Linked DNA regions of Gossypium hirsutum: region 1 is linked to region 2. The links are chromatin contacts, called in public Hi-C maps. All regions are on one chromosome and are shown on one strand. Each heading gives the region's core, a stretch centred on a gene start, on an enhancer-like site or on the middle of the called end of the contact. The rest is flanking DNA. Distances are from core to core; before and after follow the strand shown. Region 1 holds the start of LOC121225549 (protein phosphatase 2C 37). Region 2 holds the start of LOC107918056 (telomere repeat-binding protein 3).

Region 1 (3,687 bases), core at 1,120-3,619, 130 kb after region 2:
ATGCTTTCTTTTTTCAGAAGAATTGGAGTATGAAGGCGAGTAGTGTGTGCCAGTTTGTCAGAAACATCATTACATAACTGACAGTGAACCGACTTAAGCCATTTCTACCTATTTGGGGTGAGGAGCTTTTGATGGGCATGATCAAGCTTACTCGACATGTAACTCAACTACGCATGGGGGATTCTTATACGTGGAATGTAGTGCTTAGAGAGCTTTGTTGAATATGGTGAAACGAGACTGGGAGGTGGACATGGTACACATTTACAAGAAGGCAATCATGTAAATGATTCTATGGCCAATTTTGCGACAAGTTTTCCTTTAAGAATGCATGTTTTCAGTGAACCTGATGCTACCTTAAAAGCCTTGCATGATGATAATAATAACATAGCATATCCTAGAATATAAACGAGTTTGCATTACATATTTACATAAATTTACATAAATTTAAGATTTTATTGATTTTAGGTTATAAAAGATATAAACGAGTTTGCATTACATATTTACATAACTTTTTCCCCCTTTTACTGTAAAAAAAATATAAACGAGTTTGCATTACATATTTACATAAATTTGAGATTTTATTGATTTTAGGTTATAAAAGATAAAACATATTAAAACGGGTATTGTAGAGTAAAGATTGAGAGTGATAATTCGGTGCTGGTATTATTCAGAATGGGCTAATAGCAAATAATATTAGTAGTGAAATTAGACTCATTCAAGACTGGTGTTTTAAGGATTGGGAAGTGAAGCTTTGATAGATATTGAGAGAGAGTAATAGTGTGACAGATCGTATTGCAAAAAAAGTCTAAGGTGAAATGGAGCATTTGATTATTCACAAGGAACTACCAAAGAGTGCGAGGAGTTTATTAGATTATGACAACCATTGCACTACATACCCATTGTTTGACGGCAACTAATTCTACTTTAATCTTAGCTTAAAACTTTATTCTTTTATCTACCAAAAAGAAAGACAAAACATATTTTATTGATTTTATGTTATATAATATCCTCCAATTTTTTATTTTTTATTTTTTATTTTTGTAATTTGTTTTATCATTTTTCAACTAAATTCGGGGTTTAAGTATCTATAGATGGTATTAATATTTATGTTGATTAAATTTTATTTATTATTGATTAATATATTTTTTAAAATTCTATTTGAATTTATTTTTGAGAGAATATTAATAATTTTTCATAAAAAGATAAATAGTTGATGGTTTATAAATAAATATCGATAATTTTTTTAAACATAATTATTTAGAGACTATAAGCCTTAAATTCAAAACCTTAAACTTTAAATCAAAAAATTATTAATATTTATTTATAAATTCTTCGCAAATAATGAATTATGTTATTATTCATTGTGCCTAAGATATTATTTTTTTAAATTTTCACCTGGTCGATTTTTGGTACATTGGCAATGTACTTTTTTTTTATTCCATTAGTATTAAAAAAATTGACATGCTTATCTTTCCTTCAAATATTTATTTCTTAATATTCTATTATACCCTTATAAGACACTTGTCACCCTTTGATTTTTCTTTTTGTAAAGTCTAAAAACTCCATAAGCGATCTAGGATAATGCCAAGTGTCCATTTTAATTATTTGATTATTATTTTATTTGGCTATTATTGGTAGTGTATTTTTTTATTCTACGAATAATTTTAAAATTTTGGCATGTATCCTCTTATAAAAAAATATTCATTTTTTTAATATTTTATTATATTTTTTTTGGACACTTATTAACCTCTAATTTTACTTATGGAGTCTATACCAAATATTTTTTTTATTTTATTATATTCTAAAAAACAAATGGGATTAATTTGTTTTACTCGATATAGGATAATAACCCAATTTAATAGGAATAAATTTAAATAAACGGTTGAATGCAACGTAATGCTTTTAACTTATTTTTTATCTTACATTATAAAATCGCAATAATAACTATCCCTGCCGTCACCATTATTTTTACACTCATCCAAATTCACCCGTAATAAAATATCTTTAGTGTTTGGTAGCCGTTTAAAACCCAATTATAACTGAAATGAGAAGCGTTTAAGAGAAATACAAGTCCGTCCCCATTCTCCACATACGTGTCAGGAAAAAGGGCACGTCACTTCAATAACTCGCCTTCTTCACTGATTGGCCCACATGTCTATATACACGTGTCCTTCACTGAATGAAACTGATCAAGTAGACGGTGCAGATTTACCTTCTTGTATTCAGTAAATAGACGTCACACAAATTGTACGTGTCGGGTCAGTTTACCCGAACGGTGACGGTCACACTGCCCGAGCCTTAGGTGTGGCCCCCACCTTAAACTAGTGCTCTCAGTACAAAAAGGCCAAAGCTCTCTCCGTGCCTCCCTGCCATTTTTATGGGTCCTTCCCCTTCCTCTTCCCCTTCCCTTTCGATCTGAAATTAGAAAAAGAAAAATAGGAATCTGATTTTGCAAGGAAGCTTTGTTCATCACTGAAGAACGTTTTCAAGTAACTTAGTAGCAAAATGGCTGGAACTTACTGTGGAGTTGTCGGAGAAAGTGAAGCGGCGGCAGCTACGGTTGAGCCAAAGTTAAGAGCTTCTCGCCGTCGGATATTAGAGCTTCGTCCGTTTAAGATAGTAGCTGACGCTGCTGTTCAACCACCGTTAGAGAACGATCGGAAACGCCATAAGCTCGATCGCAATCTATTCCTACCGGTATCTTCTCGGGATTGTGATAACGCGGTTCAAAACTCAAAAGATCACGGATTTAAGAACGAAGGTCTATTTTCTAATGGAACAGTAAAATTAATGATTGAGAAGTCCATGGAAGATGAAAAGGAACGGCCGAAGTTCGGAATGGCTTCTGTTTGTGGAAGGAGACGAGATATGGAAGATGCTGTTTCGATTCATCCTTCGTTTTGTAAACAAAGCTCTCAAGTTCAAATTTCGTCGGATATTCACTTCTTCGCCGTCTTCGACGGCCACGGCTGCACTCATGTACTAAATCGAATCTTGAAATATTTCTTAAATTCAATTTTATTAACAAAATTTAATTAGTTCTGTTATAACTGATTTATTTTCTTTTTTTTTTTTAGGTTGCGATGAAGTGTAGAGATCGGTTTCACGAGATAGTGAAAGAAGAAGTCGAAGCATGCGGCGGTTTGAAGGCGGTGGAGTGGAAGAATACGATGGAGAAAAGCTTTGAGAGGATGGATGAAGAAGTTAGAGAATGGACAGTAAACGCCAAGGAGAGTTCTACCTGCCGATGTCAGCTTCGAACTCCACAGTGCGACGCCGTTGGATCCACCGCCGTAGTTGCTCTAATCACCCCGGATAAGATCATTGTTGCTAATTGCGGTGATTCTCGCGCTGTTTTGTGTCGAAATGGTGCCGCTTTCCCCCTCTCCGACGATCACAAGGTGAGACATTTTATTCTTTATTTCGAGGTTTTTAATTTAGAGTGTAATGACATTTAATATTTTTAATGTTTTTTTTTATGAATAAGATAAGGAGATATTTATTTATCAATAAATTATATATTTTTTAAATAAGATATTTAAATTATCATATTTATTTTTATTCAAAATATCTAAAAATTAATAAATAAATAATTTTTAAAAAATCAATATTTATTTTTATAAAAATTAATCATATTCCGTATTTATATTTACTGATTTATCAAACAATTTTTTTTAATAATATGCA
Region 2 (3,814 bases), core at 640-3,139:
TATCTAAGAGTTCCAGTAATTTCCTTGATAAGAAATTTAGTCTCTCTGACTTAGAAGAGGCAGTTGTAAAGGTGGGGTTGGATATGGTTGATGGTGAAAAGAAGGCGGCTTTGGAGGCAAAATGGATGAAATTGCAAGTCGCGCAGCTGGAAGCGTATGCGAGGCGAACTGAATTTGTTGCTGAGCAAGCAAAGTTGTTGCTGAAATATTACAAGTCTGAAGACAAATAGTGGTTATTATGCATAGAGAGTAACTTATGGAGTTCTATCTCTGTTAAGCATATTTTGTTATGTTAATTGCTTAATCCTTTTTTATTTCTGTCTCATTTGTTTGTCTGTCTGCCGCAAGCCTCAATTGGCCTTGATTCGGTGCTTACTTTGCTCCATAAACTGCTGCCGCTGCCATATCTCTTAAATTTGTCCTCCTTTAATCAGTTCGCTGATACTTGCTTCACCTCCCAAGTATTGCCATTTTGCTGCCATTTACCAAAGATTCCTGCTAAATTAGGTATTTCCTCACTTGTAAATCAAGCTGCTATTGGTCACCTTTTGATGTTCCGAAATGGGTGCACTTCGTTTGTGCATATCAGCGACTGAACATGTTCAGAAATCTGCTGCTATTTGGCTTAAACCTCCCCATCATTTTTGTTCCATTACCATTCAATTTGTTTTAAAATTTAGACCATAAATTTAAATGTTAAATTCACTACTTATTTTAAATTTTAAATTAAAAAATGTAAGATAAATTTAAATCAAAATTGATAATTTATTACATTACATGGTATTGAAATTTAAGGTACTAAAGAGCTTATATATTCAAATTTTAATTTTAAATTTTAACAATTTTATCTAAATATAAAGGGTTAACATGTAAATTTACCACTATATTTTATTTTGATTAATATTAATATTTATCATTACACTTTAAGAATATGATTAAATTTACCGCACAACATTTATGTGACTAAATTTTACCCCTAAAATTTTATGCTATTAATCTTGATTTTTAATTTTATATATAGAAGTAACTTAGGTTTAAAATGGATATTTACTTAAATATATAAATCAAATTAAATTGCTTTGTAATAATATCATATATGTAATCAGATCATCAAGGTAATATTAAATTTAAATATTTTTACATCATATATATATTTTTTAATTTCTATTCTCTTTCGTTTCTTCCCCTATTTTCCTCCCTTCTTTATTTCTTTTAACGTAAATTTTTTATGTTTTCCCTTTGTTAAAACTAATCCACAAGCTCGCCTCACTCGAAAAAATTAAATTGTTAAAAAAAAACAAAAGTATAAGGACTAGTTTTAACAAATGGAAAACATAGAAAAATTACGTTTAAAAAAATGGAGAAGGGAGAAAAATAGAGGGAGAAAAAAAAGGAAAGTTAAAAAAATATAAAGAAAAAAATTAAATTGCTCAAAACGAAAAAAATATAGGGATCAATTGTATAAATTAACATAAATTTTGTTTAAAATGATTATTTATTGTACCACGTCAGCTTACGGTTACACTGTTAACAACAATTAAGGGTTCAGTGACTAAAATACTATAACGTAATAATATAATCTGAGACAAATAAAAGTGACTATTTTAATAGTTTACCCTTAAAATATTCCTTACAAAATACTTCTTACAATATTAACATTTAACGGAAAATATGGGTCTTAAAACAATTGTTTCTAAAATCATGATTGGTCCACGTGGAAGTACTATCTGATTTTTAGATTCAAAGAAAGGAATTAAGAACCGGTCACAACTAGAGCGAAGGGGAGGGGTTTTAGTTACCTTCTATTGCCGGTAAACCATCTCTAATTGACCGGTCGATCCGGTTTTGTGCTCAAAGTTATATGGGTTTAAGCACTTTGTCTTCTATTTATTTATTTTCTTGGTGGGTTTTCTTTAAGGGGGTTTTTGTCTTAAAATTTCTTCACCATCCGAAACCACGTCAATCTTAAAAAAAAAAAAAAGGATCTTGTTTCAATGAATTTCAATTGAATTTAGTTTGGGATTTTTTGAAATCCCTTATCTTTGTTTCTCAATAATTTTTTCAAGGACTTTTCCCAGGAAAATTTTCATTAAAAAAAAAAATTCTTTTCTGTATATATGTATATTGAGATTTAAGAAACTGGAGATCATTTCAATTTAAAAGGTGAGCTATTGGTTTTTATTTTTACTTGAATTCTTGGTTTCTTCCTTTTTTCATGGGAGTGAGTTCTTTTATTACATTGAATTATGCCAAATGATGAAGCAAAATGTGTTTTTCACAAGTGAATTTCGATTTCAACTGCTTATGGATCGAGATCTGTTCTGGGTTTTTGTCTTTGGATTCATGCCAAATTTAAAACTCGAGGTCAATTTCGAGGTTTATGGGATTTTGTTGTGTGTTTAATGATTCAAGTTCTTGATTGACTTGGAGAGTTTTTCAAGCAATTTAATGCTACTTGAGGAAATTAATTTTAACGGAATTTTGATTTTTTTTTATCAAAGTTAACGCAACTATGATCTTCTCTTGTGTACTATTTTGGGTTTTGATATCTGAACTGATTGGTTCATTCTTTTAATTTTATTTTTAAACTCTGGCAATTTGATTTCAGTTTTCTTTAATTTTGTTTTCTGGGGTTTATGTTTTTCTTCTCCTCTTCTAGATCTGCTGATCTGATTATTCCTTGACAAAGACAAATAATTTGATTCCTTTCTGTAAACTAATTATAAGGTTTGTGCGATTATCTTTGTAATTGTGCTGATATATGCTCTGTTTTTCATTTTTGGATTGGCTTACATACAGAGAATTTGAATCTGGAGAGATTAAATTATCTTTCTGATTGATGAGTTGGATTGTCATACATGCCTGAGATATGGTGTTTAAGAAGAGGTTAGATTATGGATTTAATGCCTTTCGTGTCTCGAATGTACCTCGAGCCCCTCGATCGATTCGGGTATGCCTTTTTTGTATCATTTAAGGATTTCTGTTGATATTCTGCTAGCTTTGATCATGTTGAATTTTCTTCCAACTTGATTAATAAAATGACGGGTTTTTTTTCTGGGGTTTCAGAAGAGGGACCGGACTAAGAGGGTGGTTGAAGATGGTCGAATATGCGCATTTGAATTGTTAGCTTCATTAGCTGGAAAGCTACTGGAGGAGGGTGAAAGCTCTGCTTCTAGCAATGCATCTGCAGGACATGATCATGTTTCTATAGGTAAAGATGTTAAACTGGAAACTCGATACGATGATAAACCGTTGAAAACTGAATGCGTCGGGCATGTAAGCTGTGATGCGAGTGTTGTTACCTCTGATTGGACCACTGAAAACAGTGACAATTCGAAGGAACCTAAACATTCTGAAAACAATGCTATTCTGGAACCTACTTTGACAAAGGCACCTCCTGCTTGCTCAGTGCAAATTAATGATGATTTAAAGTATACAATTCAGAAATGCAATGTAGGATATGGGAGCTTTCCTGGTAATTTAGATGGTTGCTCCCCTAATTTTGGGGAGTTGTGTGATGGTATCAGTGAGAATGGTGTTAAACGAGAGGTAGAGACTAATAATTACCCCACAATGGATCCATTAGAAGTGTCTATGACATTTCCTGCACCCATTAATTCCGAAAGAGATGTCAAATTGCCATCACGTAGTGATTCTGTTCTTAATGCTTCTTTTTCAAGGCATAGGAATGATATTAAGTTAGGTAGTAGAGATGATGATGAAAAATTTTCTAGGTTTAATAAACTTAGCAACAGGTTTAAGGTTTCTAGGCCTGCAACATGTATCGAAGACCGAAGAATAAGGAAGTTGCTAA

What was found. Hi-C and Micro-C count contacts between places; a contact is called where the count stands out from the background.
Region 1: a Hi-C map of leaf shows a contact between it and region 2, with 2.5 times the contacts expected there. The contact joins the promoter of LOC121225549 here to the promoter of LOC107918056 in region 2. A contact is called at or near these places in 3 of 34 Hi-C or Micro-C datasets (hypocotyl, leaf and petal).

Annotation. Positions count from the first base shown.
Region 1 is chrD13:1,933,267-1,936,953 of Gossypium_hirsutum_v2.1, forward strand. It overlaps LOC121225549 (protein phosphatase 2C 37), which reads left to right and starts at 2,370. Exons shown (of 4, transcript XM_041109897.1): 1 at 2,370-2,979; 2 at 3,078-3,401. The coding sequence starts at 2,506.
Region 2 is chrD13:1,804,454-1,808,267 of Gossypium_hirsutum_v2.1, forward strand. It overlaps LOC107918056 (telomere repeat-binding protein 3), which reads left to right and starts at 1,890. Exons shown (of 10, transcript XM_016847556.2): 1 at 1,890-2,163; 2 at 2,800-2,950; 3 at 3,067-3,814. The coding sequence starts at 2,870. LOC107917260 (probable transcription factor At1g61730) reads left to right here. Exons shown (of 2, transcript XM_041109894.1): 2 at 1-290. The coding sequence ends at 230.